Regions from separate parts of the Mus musculus genome. Here region 2 is linked to region 1. The links are chromatin contacts, called in public HiChIP or PLAC-seq maps. All regions are on one chromosome and are shown on one strand. The core of a region is the stretch at or near the end of the contact, and the rest is flanking DNA. Distances in the headings are between cores, read along the strand shown. Region 1 overlaps Il15 (interleukin 15). Region 2 overlaps Rnf150 (ring finger protein 150).

Region 1 (5,555 bases), core at 917-3,416:
GTCTAAAACAGGCATCTTCAAAAACATAAACCTGACTCATTGTATAAAACTCCCCTTGGGTGAAAATAACAACAATCTGGAGAAATTGAAAATGAAACTGGTGAACTGGGGTTGGAGGGGACAGGTAGGAATTCTTTTTTCTCTGATGGAAACTGTGGATATGAATAGAGAAGGATGGGTGCAAGTGTGGGAAAAGAACTTGAATAGACATTTTGCATAAAAAGAAATATAAATGACCTTTCTGCTCATTAATAGATATTCAAGGACACACAAAATGCTACTTGTTATTTAATATTTATAGAAGAAATGATGGATTGAAAGTCTATGTCCTAAACATGCTTGTATTCTGCAGGGAGATTTTTTTTCAGGATGAGCAAGAACTGGTGGGAAGCACTGCCTAAGGACCCGGGATAGAGTAGAATGCAGTTGATAGGCAGGATTTGGAGGGTGATTTTTATGAGTATCATTTCAGTGTGTTTCATGTTTCAGTGCATCTCTTTCCGTGCAGAGCTGAAATGCTCCGGATAGCTCTAATATGCTACCTCTTTAGAGAGGCTGGCCCTGGACTCTGATCTTCCTGCCTTTACCTTTCCTGTGCAAGGTTTGGAAATGAGAATCATCATCATCATCTCACCTTGCCTGCATCTTCAGTCACATCCCCACACGGCCTGTATAGAAAACTGGAGGAGAATGCAGACTAGTAATTTTTAAATTTGCATTTTTAATTTATTATTAGAGTTGGGATGCGAGTGATGCGTAAGTGTGGAGAATAGAGAACAATTTTCAGAAATCATCTCTACCATTTCTCCACGGGAGTTCTCTTGGCAGGTCACAAGTTACTCTACTCACTGAGCCCATTCCATTGCCTCACAAAGCCCTAGCTTTTGTTAACTTTGCAAAGTATAAAGATGACATCTCTCCTGAATACCACAGAGACAGAGCTCCACAGTATATTCATTTAATGTTTGCCTTTTCATACTTTGAAACTATCTGCCCCATTTCTTTTATAATTAGAAATAGAAAGATATGAAAAAGTTCTTAATTTTTTATAATCACTTCCTATAATAAGGAGCTATATGTTAGTATATTTATTTTACTTTATAAACTCCACTAATCTTATAATTTTACTATGTATTAATTTATAGAACTTTTGACATTTGTATTATCTTTTTTTCCCATTTTTTATTAGGTATTTAGCTCATTTACATTTCCAATGCTATACCAAAAGTCCCCCATACCCACCCACCCCCACTCCCCTACCCACCCACTCCCACTTTTTGGCCCTGGTGTTCCCCTGTACTGGGGCATATAAAGTTTGCGTGTCCAATGGGCCTCTCTTTCCAGTGATGGAGGACTAGGCCATCTTTTGATACATATGCAGCTAGAGTCAAGAGCTCCGGGGTACTGGTTAGTTAATAATGTTGTTCTACCTATAGGGTTGCAGATCCCTTTAGCTCCTTGGGTACTTTCTCTAGCTCCTCCATTGGGAGCCCTGTGATCCATCCATTAGCTGACTGTGAGCATCCACTTCTGTGTTTGCTAGGCCCCGGCATAGTCTCACAAGAGACAGCTACATCTGGGTCCTTTCGATAAGATCTTGCTAGTGTATGCAATGGTGTCAGCGTTTGGATGCTGATTATGGGGTGGATCCCTGGATATGGCAGTCTCTACATGGTCCATCCTTTCATCTCAGCTCCAAACTTTGTCTCTGTAACTCCTTCCATGGGTGTTTTGTTCCCACTTCTAAAGAGGGGGATAGTGTCCACACTTCAGTCTTCATTTTTCTTGAGTTTCATGTGTTTAGGAAATTGTATCAAATCTGCTATTCTTCCCATTTTGAATTAAAAATATCAACTCTGTATCTCTAGCTAGACATCAGACATGTTTCCTCTGGATGCTTTGTTTGAAAATCTGCAGTTTGCAGTTTGTCACATGATATAAGCTAAGACCCTATGCTTTCTCTGAAAAAAGTGGGTTAATTCTTTCATGTGCTGTGCTAAGTGGTTCGGCCAAGCTGCTGCTTCAAGATGCAGATTTAGAAGGTTTCCTAGACAGACGTATTGCAGCACTCGTGAACCATGTTCTTTTCATAAACTAGTGGACTGTAAGCTCCACTCTGTCTGCTTCCTCTTATTCTTTTACTATTTAAATAGTGCTTATACCCATGGATTATTTTCTAGATGAACTTAAGAGCACGGCATCGATTTCACTTCCTTAATCAGCTCTTGTATGTGAACGTTGCTTTCAATTTCATTTCTTGGGAACAAATTTGGAAAAAAAAGTGACATTTTTGTAATGTAGTATTTCTATTTAAGGATTAAGTCCACACCTGAAATTTTTTAACTGCATACCTGTCTTCCAATCTACACTTGTTTTCTCTATGTAATGCCAGTGTGTTCATTATTATACTCTTTCCTAAAACTCTATAACCTACTTCTCCTGCATAGTGCTGGGGTATAGAACAATACATAAGAAAGATGTTGGTTATGTAGCTTTTATTTATTATTGACATTTCCCCCAACATATCATAGATGTTGACACTTCAATCTTTGTGGCACCTCTGGTGTTTGTTGAGCATTATCAATTGCCTCATTTCAGAAGTCATGGCTATTGTGTTTTCTCCTTATAAATAGTGGTGGCTATATTTGCATAAACCTCTATGTGTTTAGTATTGAATGGAGTGGAATTTAGATCCCAGACGTGCCATTTAGTGGTTTTATTACAACCTCACACAAGCTTCCTGTGCTCTTATTTTTACTTGTAAAATGGAGACTATTATTAGATGTGCCTCATAAATATCCTAGGCACGTGACTGATCCATAGCCTGTAACACAGCTTGTATGGCACTTGTAGCAGATGCTTAAAAAGAAAAGCCATGGTGTATGTATTATTATCTCTTGAGATACCTGTGCTTATCTATGGGGCAATGCAAAAGGGATGAAGAGTGAGAGCAAGCCTGCCTGGAACTTTGACAGTGGCTCACCGTGAGAACTTCCATCTCTCCATCCATGATTTACCTTACTCCTGCTCTGTTCTCACAGGATATGTGTCTTTTAAAAGAGGATGCATTGTGTTCAGTCAGGAAAAAAAATGAAAGAACAAGATGGTCTTCTGCTTTTGAGGGCTCTGTTTCTTCTGTTGGAGGAACGAAGGGTGGAATTTAATCAAACAGGGAGTTTTTGAAACACTGGGTCCGTTTTGTTAAATTCTCTAGGAGTGCTTGATAATGTGAGTGTGTTCATTTGTCTCTTATTCTTAAAATGCATAGAACACACTCTTAGAACACTCTGGAGTTTACTCAGATCTGTATGGACATGTAGAACTATTATTACCATCAACCCTTAATGAACTTATTTATTTAATCTCTTCATTTAAATTTTCTGGTACTACGGGCTATGTTAATATTCTATAGTCTGGCATTGTTAACATTTTTATTATGAGACATTAAGCTCTGTCTATTGTCATAGTTAGTAAAGCCATTGTACCAGAAATATAATTTGAGCACAGAAAGATTGTAGAGGGAACAAATTCTCTTTATTAATACATATTATATAATTGTGTTGACAACATTTTGTAATTTTATTAATGATTGCTTCTGCATTAATGTCACACAAACCTAGAACATATGCATACCCTTGTCTTCTGAATGGAGGGCTTTATGTGAGGACACACTGGTGCTCTCCTGACCCTGTCTGTCTCCCAAGCTACATGGATACATTTTCTCTGACATGCTGGCTGGGTTCAGCTTCCTTTAGGCAATCTTGCAACTGCTGCTCCAGTACAAACGCCTCAGCTCTCTTTCAAGTTCCCTGTGAGTTTTGGCAGAAATCTCTTTATCTTCCAGAGAGGAGGTTTGTGTCTGTTAACTCAGTCCTTCTTTGCCTGACTAACTCTCATCCTTATCACACTGTCACATGGTTGCTTCCAGACTGGGATGGCTTTTGTGTTGGTAATTCTGGATACAGCGTACTCAGTTCACTACCAATGATGTTCTACTCCCTTCCCATGGGTACCAGCCCTGGAATGAGAAGTCAGTCCATGCATGGTGGCTTCTGCTTTGTTTTAATTTGTTGTCCCTCTCTCCTGGAAGAATATCAGAATGTAGGTCATCCTCATAGTGAGTCTTCACCGATTGAATTTCTTCTCTTCGTATGGAGAAACCAGATTTAGACCACATTTCATCTCCAAGGTGGCATCCTTAAGAAGCCAAGTAGTGGGGACAGTTAACATTGGAGATACCCCTGGCTTAATTCTCAAAAGAGGCTTCCTGACTTTCTGTTCTGGTGCTGCTATCATCTGGGCACTTGTGCAGTAAGATACCTTGTGTCAACAAGGTAAGGCCATCTGAGAGAAGAGATTCTTGATTGAAAGGATGCCTCCATAAAATAGGGCTGTAGGGAAGCCTGTAGGACATTTTCTTAGTGACTGATGGGGGATGGCTCAGCTCATTGTGGGTGAGTTCACTCCTGAACTGGTGGTCCTGGGTTCTCTTAGAAGGCAGGCTGAGCAAGGCATAGGGAGCAAGCCATTAAGCAGCACCCCTCCATGACCTCTGCATCAGCTCCTGTCTTTAGGTCCCTGCCCATTTTGAGTTCTTGTCCTGCTTTCTTCAGTGATGAATTGTGGTGTGGAAGTGTAAGCAAAATAAACCCTCTCTTTCCCAAGTTGTCTGGGTTATGGCATTTTATCATGTCAATCGTATAAGACAACATGCAACTTCTTTGTACTGAAGCTTTATTACATTTAACATGATGATAATGTTTCCTATCAATGTTGCTGTGATTCAGAAATTAGTAACATATAAACATAAGATTAGAAGTCTTGATAATGCTTACCTATTATTCATGTCATCAGTAATAGCAAAATACTCTGATTTTTATATTTGAAGATGCAAAATGCAAAGAGGATATGGCTACATCATTCTTAAATCCAAAGTGAAGGGCACAAGTGTCTTCCTGAGGGAAACTAAATGGAAATGAAGCTGGAAATAAGTTGCAGAATTGAGCAAGACTTTGAAAGTGCATTAGAATCAAAGATTAGCAAGAAGACCTGAACATATTACTGTCATTACTTAACTAAGAGATGCTGATTGAAACCCACAACCAGGAGCACACAGCATAAGCATGTGTATGAGCAACAGACAGTTGCATGGATCCAATGGAAAGATGTGCTCAGTTCAGGCTGTGTGGCTTCCAGTATCATGGTGACAAGATAGGTAAGAATAGTTGATCTGAGAGCAAATAGTCTCCAGCCTAGGGTACTTATGGGTGATGAATTCCTGTACTCTGTTGGCTTTAGGAGAGATGAAGAGTTGCAGGATGAGAGTGCTGTATCTGAGAAAATATTTTTACTTTAGATTTATTGTATTTGAGATAGTAGTGGGTTATCCAATTAGAATTCTTTCAAAGTCAGGAAATTACAAACCTTTTGGAAGTAAAGGATCAGAGAGTAATATTTAATGTTTGCAGATTTAATATATGTGCTTTGTGTTTTGTTTTTCATTCTTTTTTATTTTAATTTTTTTATTAGGTATTTTCTTTATTTACATTTCAAAT
Region 2 (5,839 bases), core at 2,147-4,646, 720 kb before region 1:
GGTTACAGAAGTGCATGCCACGGAAGGCGACACATGCATTCCGGATATTCTGCAAATGAGAAAATTCTTCCTTCCACCTAAGGAGAGTTTTAAAGAACCCCCACCCTGGAATGGATGGAATGTAACTTCACAAATACAAAATTTATCTCAAGTTTTCTAAACATAACGGACATCCCACTATAAAAATAACACTCCCTCCCCACCCTCTTCCACCTCTAAATTTCTTCCTAATTATAAAATGGTACAATCATTTCCTATTAGTAAGCTGAAGGCAGGAACTAAACTGATTCTGCACACATACAAAACGCTTTATTTCACACCATTTACATTCACACGGAAGAAGAAGTCCTCTTATTGATCTTCCTTCTCGATTTCGTGGGAGGAAGCGGAGCTGAGCCAAAGCCACACAGAGCAATGCTGACAACACACATCCCAGACAGCAACAGAACACAGCAACGTTTTAAAACAGGCCTGCTTTGAGGTCTCCTACAGCTCTCTAGAGTTCAAGACATTCTCTCTTCATTTGATAACTGCTGGCCAAATTCTCCACTATTGAAGGAATGGTACCGATGAAAATGCAAGACACATTTGTTGACTTGGAAACCCACTGCAAATTAATTTGCTGAAAGTATCAGACCAGCAGAGGGCGCTCTGACCCTTGCAATAAAATTCTACAGACAGGTTCGGAAGACAGCAACACAAATTTGGATTGCTAAGCCCATGCACTGGCCTTCAACTGCTCTGTCCCTAATAGGCGACAATTTGGTATTTACTTCAAAGAGCAGGATACACTACAATGGGCTAGCTCTTACATGAAGAAATCTTTGGCTATTTAAAATCTTCACATTCTCAAAGAAAACTATTCTGAGTTCAATATGAGTGCTAGATTTGTCTGAAGTTTTGAAGTAAAGAGGGTTAAACACGAAAGTTTAAAGATGGCATGTGTGTCACTAAGGCCACAGTCCATTGTTTTAGATTTGTGGATTTATCGAGGCCAACCAGCAGCCTGAAAAAATTGAAATGCCCAAGGGATCCACCTTGACTTTTGTTTGTGAGAACATCAGGAGACAATTCAGCTAGTTCACAGAAGAACATGTGTCCATTTGGATGTTGATCAGTCTTTGGTTTATTTAGCACACACGGTCCTCACATTTTCTCCAAGGTCACTGCTGGCCAAAGAACCGCACACCAGAGAATTTCTACCCAGCAATGACTTTGGGTCACTCAACTGTCTCTCCTTTCTCTGTAGATTTTCCTGTCTGCCTCTTTAGAGGTCTTACAAGAAGCACACTCCCACATCCTCCTCCTTCCCCCCTCCTCCTCTTCCTCTTCTTCCTCCTCCTCCTCTTCCTCTTCTTCCTCTTCCCCCTCATCAATGAACACATATCAAGTGGCTAAAGAGCAAACAGCTCTGCAGTGAGGGTGAGCATCTGTAATGCCACCAGTTTAGAGGATCTGGGCACTGAGGTTCAAGAAAAAGCCATTTGATTATGAAGGACATAGGACAGGGAGAGAGTGAGTGAGTGAGACAGGCTCTTACAGAACAAGGAACTGATTAAATTAATTAAAGTCCACATCTGGGATCTACATTCACTTCATTAGTTATGGGATGATAACACCATGCCACCACGAAGCTCACAGTGGAATAAAATAGTTCCCTATCTACAAGATTTTAACTAGCACTGTCTGACCCTCCTGAGAAAGGCCTGCTGTTGGGAGCCAAGTATCCCAATCTTCTTCACAATCAAGACGTTTTAACTCATGACTATTGACTCCCTTCAACACCTGCTCTCCCTGGGACTCATTGGTAAGTTCCGAGCCCAGGGGAGGGGCAGTTTTCCACATAGACTTTCTCCTTAGCTCACCCTGCTTTGATCTGGGATCTTGCCTGCTGTGGATGTCCTTCAGGGTACTGGTCGTTTCCCTTGTGAAATTCAGCCATCACCCCTGCTCCTCCGTCCTCTCCCAAAATGGACAGAAATACTGCTCAGGAAATCAGGCAGCCCAGTCTTTGAAGGGCAGTGCCTCTGCTCCTCTTTGCCGTACGTTCTTTCCAAGAAGCATGGCTTGCTAAATGTTAAGGACCCTGGGAAGATGGCAGAAACAGGTCACGCAAATCCTGCTCTTGTGCGAATGTGGCCTATTAGGAGGGGACCAAGGAACAGGGTTTAAGGAAATGGGGTGTAAGATAGGGAAAGTGTGTGTGTGTGTGTGTGTGTGTGTGTGTGTGTGTGTGTGTGTGTGTGTGCAAGGAAGGGAAGGGAAATTAAGAATGCTATGGGGGCTGGTGAAATGGCTCAGTGGTTAAGAGCACTGACTGCTCTTCTAGAGGTCCTGAGTTCAATTCCTAGTAACTACCTGGGGACTCACAACCATCTGTATCTGGGATCTGATGCCCTCTTCTGGCTTGCAGGTGTACATGCAGATAGAGCAACTCATACATTTAATTTTTTTTTTTTTCTTCTACAGGACATCATCTCCCTGGCCTCAGTACCTCAGCACTGCAGAGACTGGACCTTCTCTTTGTAGATTGCATGATGATCTTTCCTAAAATTTTTGAAAGTTTTTATTTGGTAATTTTCATGGTGTTCAGCCAAGGATATGCATTCAGTGGACAACTAAATGCCATTAAATGCTTATGCAATCTACTTCAGCACCAACTAAGCTTACACCAAGAATCTTAGGCAGACTGATGTTCTCTTTTGGTTCTGGAAGTGTTGTAGTCCCAGGAATGTCTGGGCTGTAAAGAAAATGGCCACTGGGCACAGCCATTCTTAACAGGCTAGACCCTTGAATACCCACAGATGAAAATGTTAAAGCAACAACAACAACAACAACAACAACAACAACAACAACAACAAATCTCTGGAGAGAGACTTGCTTCCATGGCCAGGATGTCACACACAATGTTGAAATAGCTAGGTGCCTCTGGTACTCCTCCCCACCTCTGCCCCTGCCTCCACCCAGTATTTGTCTCTGTAGCTGTCCCAGAACTTGCTTCATAGACCGGGCTGACCTCAAACTCACTGAGATCCACCTGCCTGAGTGCTGGGTTCAAAGGTGTGAGCCACCACTGCCTGATTGCCTCTGATACCTTATCATCTCCTGTCTCCATACTATATCCATCCCTTGGGTGTGTGACCAGAACTGACCTTGAAGGCCCTGCCAGACCCAAGGCTGTTCTTAGGAGGCAGCAGCCCTTTAGAAGGATTAACCACGCAGGAGGAAGCCATTCTGAAAGTGACTCTGAGGGAGTTCAGGGCTCTTTTCCTCTCTCAACCTTGGACAAAGCTGAAGAGAAAGCTGCTCGCCATTCACCACATAGAGGCTGGATGGCCACAAGCTCAGAGATCCTTTCTCGGCAATGCCACACAGACCGGGTATGTGGCTCGGCCTGCGGTTTCCTGCGCCTTTCCTGTCTCTGAGTTCTACTGCTTTAGAACGGGGCAGCCACAGGGATGAAGAACTATGGGTTGAGGTAAATTCTCTTTGGCTAAGTGTCACATTAAGAGTCTTGGGATTAGTCATAGAAGTGAGGGGTGTAAGTCTCTCACATGAGTCTCAGGGTTTGTCATAAAAGTGAGGGTGTAATTTTATTTCAGCACCAAATCAGCATGGTTGGTTGTCTTGTTGTTTTTTAACAAACAGCTCGTCAGAGAAGCAACAGTTGCTGAGGACAGTGGACACTGTGTTTAGAAAGTTGATAAAGGCTATTTGAACCGCTATTACTTATGGAATAAGAACATCCCTGGCTGTCTCCTTAGGTAACTTGGCTAAAGTCTGTTTTTCTTTTGGGGAAAACCTGAGGTAATCTTATCCTTTTTCTCCTGTCACAGTCAGGAGAGCACTTGTAAGGATTCTGGAACATTTCTTGGGCTGTGCTGCCCGGCTGGTGGCCACTAGGCACATGTGGCTACGGAAAGCTTGAACTGTGGCTAGTAATAATGATGATGTGCTGGGCGTGTAAAAGACAGCAGATTTAGAATAGGTAACAAAGAATAGAGGAAAATGTTTTCCTGACACCCTACATCATTTGCACATCAAAACAATAATAATATTAGATTAAACTGCTATTAAATAATTTCCACCTGTTTCCTTTTTGCTTCTTAAAATGTGGCTATCGGGAGTTAGAAAAAAAAATGCATGTGACTTGGGCTGTATTTCTGTTGGACAGAGTTGGTGCACCACTTGCTCCAGAAAAATGCATGCCTGTAAATGCATAGTCAGTGGGCACTCCTGGGCTGCATAGCCACGTGTGGCTCACTGGGTCCTCAGGTCAGGGCCTCCTCATCACGGAAGGCAGCAGCAATGTCTATAGTAAGAGCTTTGCCAGTTATCTCAAGAGGAAAAACTTTCTTTTAATCTTTCTTTTGCCATGAAGGTCACAGGGAAGCCCTTCAAAACTCTTTGGTAAGCAGAGACTGTCAAAGGCTCAGGGAGTTTGCCACAGGGTCTCCTTGGAGTCAGATCAACAGGCTAAGGGTGGGCCTCTTGGGCTCCTTAGCATCCTGTAGGGTATTAGGTCAAGGACTTGCTTATATAATCAGCGTTTACCTGGCCACTGGCCAGAAAACACCTACCAGATCTTTTTCTGTCTGGTCATGCAATGTAATTTTGTATTTCTCTTGTTGTTGAATTACCCCAATGTCATTAGACTAAATATTAAAATTTCCTTTGTGACTCAGTTGTTTTCACAACACAGATCCCCCCTGGAGAAGTGCAGATGTGTCACCTGAGACAGAGGGGACAGTGAGACTCATCTTCGAAACTTCATTGGAGAGAGTCTGGTTTAGCACTCACCTGCTTCCTCGCTACGAAGCATCTCAGGCCTTGGAGGCGGGCATTAATTATGGGATGTGCTAGACCTTTGACAGAGGTGATTTTTCTGAAGCTTGTTATCATTTTCCTTGCCTTGCTCTCTACCATCGAATAGGAATGCATTAAAAGTAGAAAGAAAGGAAGGAAGGAAGGAAGGGAGGGAGGGAGGGAGGGAGGGAGGGAGGGAGGGAGGAAGGAAGGAAGGAAGGAAGGAAAAGGAGCAGTGGAGAATTCCATCGCCCTGGACTCAAAATTCCAGTGGGCAGCATGGATTTACAGCTCACGAATGTTTGAAAGATATTAGTGTAATGAGGTGGAAAAGCTCAAATCAAATACATAAATACAGCTCAGTGGGAAGAGCTTGCTTTCCTGATAATCCCTGCTCTGTATGACCTTGCCAACTGCTAGGGAGGAGGAGGAGGAGGAGGAGGAGGAGGAAGAGATCCTTCTGATTGTCCAGAGGGACACAGGTGGCCACCTATGTCTCTGGAATTGCTGCATGTATCACAATACTGTCTACTCAAAAGACAGCACACTTTTGTTATTGTTTCAGACAAAAAGAGAATAAAATCGTAAACCACTTTATAGTACGGTGGGTTTTGATAGTCATTTGTTATTTTCCTTGTAATCTTATTTGATTCTAACTCTCAGAGGAGACTCAATTTAGCAATTTCCCATGATGCACATTTTGATTCAGACTTTATCAGATCATACCTCGTTCTCCTCTTGATACCCAAATGCTCTCAGAAGACCCGAGAAACTGTTAAGGACTTATTTAGATCTTTCCATGTAGGCTGGTGAGGGTTAACAGGAGAGTTCCTGAAATAAGCTTACACCTGGATGCCAGTGACCTAAAAACTGATTTCATCTTTTCTATACCTCGTACCCGTGGAATTCATTTATGAAGGTGATAAACTGCTAAGGCTTTGGAGGAAATCAGGGAGTCAGGCATCTTCCTGGGAAGACAGGGTATCAGGTTTTGTTTTGTTTGTTTGTTTTTTAAACTAGGCTTATAGTTCCA

What was found. HiChIP or PLAC-seq counts read pairs in DNA pulled down with a chosen protein or histone mark.
Region 2: a contact with region 1 is called in an H3K4me3 HiChIP or PLAC-seq map of bone marrow-derived macrophages, with 6 times the contacts expected there. The contact joins two enhancer-like sites. A contact is called at or near these places in 1 of 39 promoter capture datasets (the C10 cell line), 2 of 15 datasets of contacts at CTCF or cohesin (large pre-B cells and pro-B cells), 42 of 484 Hi-C or Micro-C datasets (the AML12 cell line, the AtT-20 cell line, B cells and 24 more) and 2 of 115 datasets of contacts at active chromatin or transcription factors (bone marrow-derived macrophages and large pre-B cells).

Annotation. Positions count from the first base shown.
Region 1 is chr8:82,367,437-82,372,991 of GRCm38.p6, reverse strand. All of the region lies in intron 2 of Il15 (interleukin 15), which reads left to right. Among named protein-coding and RNA genes, the nearest start is that of Il15, 32 kb to the left of the region's middle. Within about 2 kb of position 2,166, at least 20 of the 459 cell types and tissues checked have an H3K27ac peak or open chromatin away from gene starts, as enhancers often do. A contact at or near this core is called in bone marrow-derived macrophages, where this site is marked.
Region 2 is chr8:83,084,383-83,090,221 of GRCm38.p6, reverse strand. It overlaps Rnf150 (ring finger protein 150), which reads right to left. Exons shown (of 7, transcript NM_177378.4): 7 at 1-5,839. Among named protein-coding and RNA genes, the nearest start is that of Tbc1d9, 78 kb to the left of the region's middle. Within about 2 kb of position 3,396, at least 47 of the 459 cell types and tissues checked have an H3K27ac peak or open chromatin away from gene starts, as enhancers often do. A contact at or near this core is called in bone marrow-derived macrophages, where this site is marked.